Regions from separate parts of the Mus musculus genome. Here region 1 is linked to region 2. A link is a contact called in public Hi-C data. All regions are on one chromosome and are shown on one strand. The core of a region is the stretch at or near the end of the contact, and the rest is flanking DNA. Distances in the headings are between cores, read along the strand shown. Region 1 overlaps Mamdc2 (MAM domain containing 2). Region 2 overlaps Trpm3 (transient receptor potential cation channel, subfamily M, member 3).

The links. Hi-C and Micro-C count contacts between places; a contact is called where the count stands out from the background.
Region 1: a Hi-C map of uterus shows a contact between it and region 2, with 2.5 times the contacts expected there. A contact is called at or near these places in 2 of 484 Hi-C or Micro-C datasets (embryonic stem cells and uterus) and 1 of 130 datasets of targeted methods (embryonic stem cells).

The regions. Positions count from the first base shown.
Region 1 is chr19:23,349,955-23,353,834 of GRCm38.p6, reverse strand. Mamdc2 (MAM domain containing 2) reads left to right here. Exons shown (of 14, transcript NM_174857.3): 8 at 388-531; 9 at 2,971-3,236. Among named protein-coding and RNA genes, the nearest start is that of Gm41821, 52 kb to the right of the region's middle.
Region 2 is chr19:22,928,401-22,932,226 of GRCm38.p6, reverse strand. All of the region lies in intron 22 of Trpm3 (transient receptor potential cation channel, subfamily M, member 3), which reads right to left. Gm52388 (a long non-coding RNA gene) reads right to left here. Exons shown (of 2, transcript XR_003952897.1): 1 at 913-3,826; 2 at 1-834. Among named protein-coding and RNA genes, the nearest start is that of Gm52388, 3.6 kb to the right of the region's middle.

The DNA of each region.
Region 1 (3,880 bases), core at 1,030-3,529, 420 kb before region 2:
ATACTAGTTCTAAAACACATCTTAGAACTTAAGAGCCTCTTTTTTAAAAAAAATCCTCTCCTTTTTCTGTCTTTTAAATGTTGTAGGGGTCGATTTGAAAGTTGTGAGTAAATGTTCACAGCCTTTGCGTTCTCAAAGGAAATCCCTAGTATTTGTTTATTTTTGTAGATAATGTGATCAGAGCTGCCTGCTGCCCTCCTTTTAGAGAAGAAAAGAACAATTTTCCTGTCATGTCAAAACACTGTTTTGATGATAAAGCTGTCAGCCTGTTTTGCTGTGTATCTCTCCCTCAGTCTCCCTGGCACAAATGTAGCCATATCTGTCCAGTGTTTGATGGAGTCCTCTGAGAATCCGGGCTGACTGTAACTTTGGTTCTCATTTGTCCAGGGCTTCCTTTCAGTGCTGTGGAAACCAGCTGCGATTTTGAGATAGGCCTCTGCAACTTTTATCAAGACAAAGAGGGTCCGGGTTGGACCAGAGTAAGAGTAAAAGCAAACATGTATCGGGCCGGAGACCACACGACAGGAACAGGTTGGTCAGTGGGGCCTGGCAGGCCCCACATCCTGGGTTTGCTCTCCCATACCAATTGCAAGCCTCATTTCAGAGAAAGATAAGAAAAGAGGAAGAACAAAGAAGTAACGATTGGCGATGCTTGGCCATTTTTAAAAGTTGTAATTCAAGATACTGTGCTACCCAAAGCATTTGCAGTTCATTAAGTAGAGAAATCTTTGGAAACTGTTTTGCTCTTCATTTCAGAAAAAAAATCCACTTGGATTCCATTTGCATTTCAATGAGCAAAGGAAATGATAGATAAACATATAGACAAATGAACATAATCGTAAGCATAGCAGGGGGTGGAGTGGGGCGAGGGGTAGGGTGGGGGCACCTGTCCTCTTCTCTTGTACTTTCTGTAGCTGGGGCTGAAAATTAAACAGACAAGAAGCAGACTACCAAGAGAAAACTGTAGCATTCCAACAACATATTTTTATATGCACATGGGAGCCTTCACAGGAAAATAGAAAATGAAAACTAGAAATATACATAGGCCTGAAAGCTTATGTATCATTTTTAACAAAGAATGGTAAAGTTGTGGAAAGAAGCAAGACCAAGGAAAGGGAGAGAGAGTCAACTGTGAGGTGGTGACTGGGAAACCTATGGAGCAAACTAATGAAAAGCAAGGGCTTCATAGGAGGTTTGTTTGTACAGATCCATTTCAGCGTAGTCTCAGGCTCTACAACACCGGCATCCTGGACAGGATGTGGCCCAGGCTCATAGGAACTTTGATGGCCTGCTTTAGATAGAAAGTGAGTGGGCACAGAGCCCTTCCTGCCTCTACTGTCCTCCAGTGCCTTCAGCTCAAAATCATCAAGGTGCCAGAGCAGCATATTTGGGGTGATCTGTTCTGATGGCCTTCGGTGCTCTGAGAGAGAATAGTGGAAGGACATTTTAGCTAGGGATTTAAGAGTAGTCTCTACAATGGAAGCTACAGAGGACAAGCATCTATGAGGTCTCTCAGTGTAGAGACGGGTGGCCAGTCCAACTGGCAGTCTGCCCGTAGAGAGAGGAACGGTGTGGAAGATGGAGAGGATAGCAGACGGTGGATTTGAAAGAGCAGAGGAAGCACTGGGGGTTATTAGAAAGGCAGTAAGAAGCCACTGAAAGGCTGTAAGCAAGAAACAGAAAGATGATATTCAGGTTACAAAAAAAAAAAAAAAAAAAAAAAAGTCTGGCTGTCTTGTGGCCACCCATATTTGTCCATTGCATTCACAAAGTACCGCAGACTGGGGCTTACACAACAGCTGCTTTTCGTCATGTCATGAGGCTGGAAGGCTGGAATCCAGGGCCTGGTGAGGCTTTCCTGGGAGTCTGGCTTGCGGGCGTAGTCCTATCACTGTCCGCACATGCCCTGCCCGTGTGTGGGAGAGATCAAGCCCCCTGACTCTCCTTACACGGATGAGTTTGGGTTGTTTTGTTTTGTTTTTAATTCTTAAAGCAAACACTGACAGGCCATGAAGAGAACTCCCCGAGAACAGATGAGAAAAGAGAGAAACTGTCGTGTGCTGCCTGACTTCGCATACGTGGATCCGCTTTAGCTTGACCGTGTGGGTGTGATTGGTAGTAAGGGGACCGTTGCTGCTAGAAATTCCAATCTGTTTTTTAGAACTAAGAAACAAGGAAATTGAACCCAGCCGCAGCATCTGGGAGCATCAGCGCCCAACCGGTCAGAAACATGATTTTTCAGGGACGGGTTTAATATGTAGGTATACCAAAAGAACAGTGTGTTCTGCCCAGAACTCTCCCGTGGTGCCAGGCCAGCCTGCCTTCCCTCCTCCTGACTGGCCACTGCAGATAGAGCAGGGGAAGTGAACTCTTTGATTGACACTGACTATGACCCAGCAGGAGACATCCAGTAGTTCCAAGCTCATTCATTCTTTTTTGTGTGATTAAAAAAAAAAAAAAAGAGTATAGTTCCTACTTAATGACATGAATCTGAGTCTGTACACTATAAGATCTACACTGCTTTATGACAGCCACTTGAATTTCTAAGAGGTTTAATTTGCTATCCAGGTCTAAGGACATTGTATAGATTTTTTTTTTGTCACTTAAACCACAGACGTTAGAAAGCCTCTATTAAGGTTTAAAACCTATGGAAGTAGTCTTGAGGGAACACCCCATTGCCTTAACTGGTTTCCACCTGGCTGTATGAGCTCATTCTACATTGGTGTTGCACTAAGTCAGTGGTTCTCAGTCTCCCTGATACTGTGACCCTCTAATACAGCTCCTTATGTTGTAGGGACCCCCCCCAACCATAAAATTATTTCACTGCTACTTCATAACTGTAATTTGGCTACTCTTATGAATCATCATGTAAATGTCTGATATGCTGGATGTCTGGTATGTGACTCCCGAACGGGTTGGGATTCCCCCAGGTTGAGAACCACAGCACTAAGTGGTTTGTTTTCCTCACAGGGCACTACCTGCTGGCCAACACTAAGTTTACATCCCAGCCTGGCTACATCGGAAGACTTTATGGTCCCTCTCTCCCTGGAAACATGCAGTACTGTGTGCGCTTTCATTACGCCATCTTTGGGTTTTTGAAAATGAGTGACACCCTAGCCGTTTATATCTTTGAAGAAAACCATGTGGTTCAAGAGAAGATCTGGTCTGTGCTCGAGTCCCCGAGGGGTGTTTGGATGCAAGCGGAAATCAGTTTCAAGAAGCCTATGCCCACAAAGGTACAGTAGAACCTGCACTACCTGTGTCCATTTTAGTTGCTAGATGTGGGTAATGATTTCTGGTTAGCTGATGGTGTATTTATCCTTCTGTTCGGATCAACCTGCATTTGACACGTATCACCCACCCCCAGACAGGTGCATGTTAAGCCTTCAATCCCTTTGCATTTTCTGAATTATATCTACCTATTTCCCTCCCCTTCCCCCTCTCTTTCTCTCCTCATTCCCTCATCCTTCATCTACTCTCTCTCTCTTTCTCTCTCTTTCTCTCTCTCTCTCTCTCTCTCTCTCTCTCTCTCTCTCTCTCTCTCACACACACACACACACACACCAATGATTACATTTTAAAAACATGAGATTGATGTGCCAGAGTCATCATTGTGGCTGGAAGGTCAATACTTCAGGCCTTAGCAGAACACAGGATAAAGCCAGGCTGCTCACTAGAGGTATGGAGGCAGCTGACCCTGCTCAGAGACTGACACAGGGAGCTATCAGCAGCTGATTTTGCTAGCAATGAGAAGACAAAAACAGACCCTATAAATCAAGGAGAATACAGAGGAATGGCGGTAACCTCCCAGGCTTAACAACTCATAAACTCAGGGAAGTTTCACAGATGCAATAAATTCTGTGACCCACAAGATATGAAA
Region 2 (3,826 bases), core at 402-2,901:
GCTGGAGAACTCTCCATCTCAGGGGAGGTTGGAACCATAGCCCAGAAATGAACAAAAAGTAAGCAATGACTTTGCAAAGGACTCTTCTAAACTTCAGCCGGGTTGACCCTTTTCTCTTGGCTCTCCTGGCACTGTTACGATTCTTGTGTTCTTCATATCCTGCTTCTGCCTCTCCTCTACTTGTGCTCATCCACCATGACTTTGACACGAAGAGACATTTTGATCCTAAAATCTGCATTTCCATTTCAGCTCTTTTTTAATGAGATCAGTTAATCTCTATTCATGTATGTGTGTGTTTGCCTGCTTGTCTGTTTGGGCACCACTTGCATACAGGTACCCGTGGAAGCAAAAAGAGGGCTTCAGAACCCTGGGATCTGGAGCAATAGGGGTTTGTGCACTGTCCGCTATGGGTGTTGTGGACTGAATTTGAGTTCTCTGCAAGAATAGCCAATGCTAATCATGGAGTTCTCCTTTTAAAATTTATTCTGTTTTACAGTCCAGGTCATCCTATTGAGCTGCACGTCTGGGCTCTATAGAATCTACAAACTCAATCCAACCCTAGTGAGACACCAGCCCTGGGTATATTCCTCCTCCCCCCAAGTATTTCAGTAAGTGGTTTTTATACTTTAGACTAAGTCAGGAATCTCAGGGTGAGCTCCAATCCCCTCATTTTGAATCTCCACCCACTTCTTTTATCCCCTCTGTACCATCTGGTCTTGGACCAGGTTTTTCTGCTTTTATCTTCCTCTGGTTTCATACTGTCCTTCTTCTTCATTACCAGTTCCATGAGGAGTGCTCTGTCATCTCTCCTGTCCCCTTCTTCATGTCTCCTTCCTCCTTCTCCAGGGTCTCCCTCTCCTTCTCCCTTCCCCTCTCCTTCCACACCCATCTGTCCTGCTTCCTGTCTCCTACCTCTCACTTTACAGTGAGCCATCCTCGATCATTTTCTGTGCCTAGAGCTTGCCACTCTAGGTCTCAGTTTGGAAAGCTATTCTTTCTTCACACCCCCTGCTCCCATCTGCCTAGCACACATCTGCTTGTGTTTCAGGGGGCTCTGCTCAGCCTGCTTCTTCTCTGCTGGGTCCTCATCTATTACACCATGCCCCAACTCCGCGCCTCTGAGCTTTGCCTCAGTACATCGGTTGTCAATGGCAGTTTGCCCCTGCTGAACTGTAAGCTCCTCGAGGGCAGCGTCTCTTCCATGTTTGCCTAAAGACTCTGGTTTCTAGCTCATAGGCAGAAAAAAAAAATACCCATTGAATGAAGAGTGGACTCTAAATAGAGTCCCACCTCTGACCAAATACAGTGTATAACATGACAGCAGAATTCATGTGATTTCACAGCAGAGACCGAAGGCAGATCTCTCTGTTTTCTGTAAATCTCATGAGCCCAGGTTTCGTATTAGTAAGCAATTCACGTGGCTCTTCTTTATAGTGTGGGCTGACTGTTTCAGGGACATCCCAGTGTTGGCTAGCTTCCTTAGCAGTTTGTGAAAATAAAACCTAATGAAACGATCTCCCTTCCTTCCCCCACCCCCCGGTTGTTGGCACTGGCCCCAGCTTTCTTTTCCCAGAGTACTTCTCCTGGTTGGGCAACATGCCGCATGCTATAGCTGTTAGGCATCAGTGTGCTTTGAGGCCATCAGAGGTCAGTCTGGAGTTCCAAACAGAAGTCCAGCCCTGAGTCCTGAGAACTGGAGTGACATGACCGAGACACACCCTGCTCGCCACCCTTCTGGCTCTTGGTGTCCCTTGCTTCCCCATGGCAAGTGTATTTCAGACACTTGAGCTGTCCTACTTCCTTACCCAAATCAGGGAATAATTAATTGGAGACAGAAAAGCAATTCAGGACAGTACTTGAGCTTTCTGCACACACATGCTTGTTTGAGTCAAAGCCACGGAGACATCCTGGATACCAAAGAGCAAGGGATTATAGTAATAGCAAAATGTTGCAGTCAACCAGTCAATTAAGAACAAAACAAAACAAATCCCCGTCTCCTCCTTCATATTACCTATTAATTTCAGATGAAGAAGCCCCAGGCAGTAAGGAAAAAAAATTGACCCATGTACTAAGAAGATTGGATAGTTAATTCAGAGTAGAAATGGCTAGGTAATGTTACGTTGTCATGGTGAAAATATAAGTCCTGGACAGTCTGCTTCCGAAGTACTATCTAAACTTGTAAAAATACCCGGAGAGGCAGAAAGGAGGACTAAATTTAGACCTGTATTTAATGCATTCAAGAGCATGATTCACTTCTCTTCTGCCTCGGTGCAGCCTGGGAAATGTGAATATATAGCAGGATGCCCTGTGAGTAAGAAGAAGTTCCACCCAGCAAGAGGCTAGAGCGTGCCAGAGACACCTTGTCTCTTCTGCTAATAAAGGTGAACTTCCAAGCAACCTAGCCACCAAACCAGATTTCTGGGCTGACACAAAGCCATCCGTTTAAATTTTGTTCCAGTCTTGGTGCCAACCTTGCTGAGAATTTATTGATTCTGTTGTTCTTCTGCCTTTTTAGTGGGTTTTCCACTCAGGCACCTCTGGAGTCCTGGCTAGCCCTCAGAGACACGCAGTGAGACTTCCCAGAAGAATGTTGTAATTGGTAGTGGTGTATTTAATATAATGAAATGAAATAATTATTTTTGTGGCACTGGGTATTGAACCCAGAGCTTCCTGTGTGTAAAGCAAAACTCTACCATTGAGCTACAGCCACAGGCCAATATTGGTATAAACACCCCAGACTTCAAGTCACTGTGGTAGCCCTTAGCTGGAGCTTAGCAAGGTAGTATGGAGCGTGAGTACTCAATGCCAATGAGAGGTTATCTGGAAAAAATAACCATGCCAAGTATCATATGTAGCATGGCTTTTGAAAATCAATTATAGGTTATATGGAAACAAAACAAAACAAAACAAAACAAAACAAAACAAAAACCAAGCAAAGCAAACCCCAAATATCAACCAACCAACTAACCAGCCAACAATAGCAAATTCAGTTCCCAGGAATCAGGTCAGGATGAAGCTTAGCCTCCAGGGTAAAAATGGTTCCGTTCCCTTCATTGTTTTCATCATCTTCTACTTCCAAACACACCCTTGCAGCCCTCTGCTTCCAAAGCTGAAGCAAAACTCTAACCTCTTCGATAATTTAGTCTATATGTTATGTTAGTCCAAAATGGCATAGAAGAAAAATGTACTTGTTATTTTGTGATTTTTCTTTTAAAGAATATGATTCCATATTTTTCTTTTTAGTTTTTAAGCACATTTGGAAAGTAACCTTACAAGTCTCGTCTCATCCTACCGTCTTTGGCTTTATAGGTAACTTCTGTCTAAATAACAGGAAGATAAAATGTAGACCAAAAGAAAAAAGCTACAGTTAGGTACCACTGCCTCCCAGAAGTGAGTGCACTATAGTTGCCCTCCATTCTGAGGTCTGCCGTTGGTGGGAGTAACCCATTCTGCGGGTCCCGTTGCATATTCACATTGATCAGTCCTGGTTAAGGAAGTGATAATTCCCCCCCCCCCCAACATGAAATGGGTCCAGCCACTTAGAAGTCACAACAACCAGAGTTAGATTAATGGAGCACGTGCATCAAGTTAGGAATGAGTCATCTGAGGTGTGTGTGTGAATGAGCAGAGCTGGAAGGAGCCACACGGGGTACATCCATAGCATGGGCTTGGTAGACCCTGGGCAGGGAGGGCCTCAGGTCCGGATGGATATGAGATCCAGTCAGCCTGAAGACATGCGCCACACACCAACCTGGACACGGCACGGAGAAAAGGCCACACACTGTAGGGCAGCATCAGTGATTTGTACCTTTCTCAAACAGCTTAG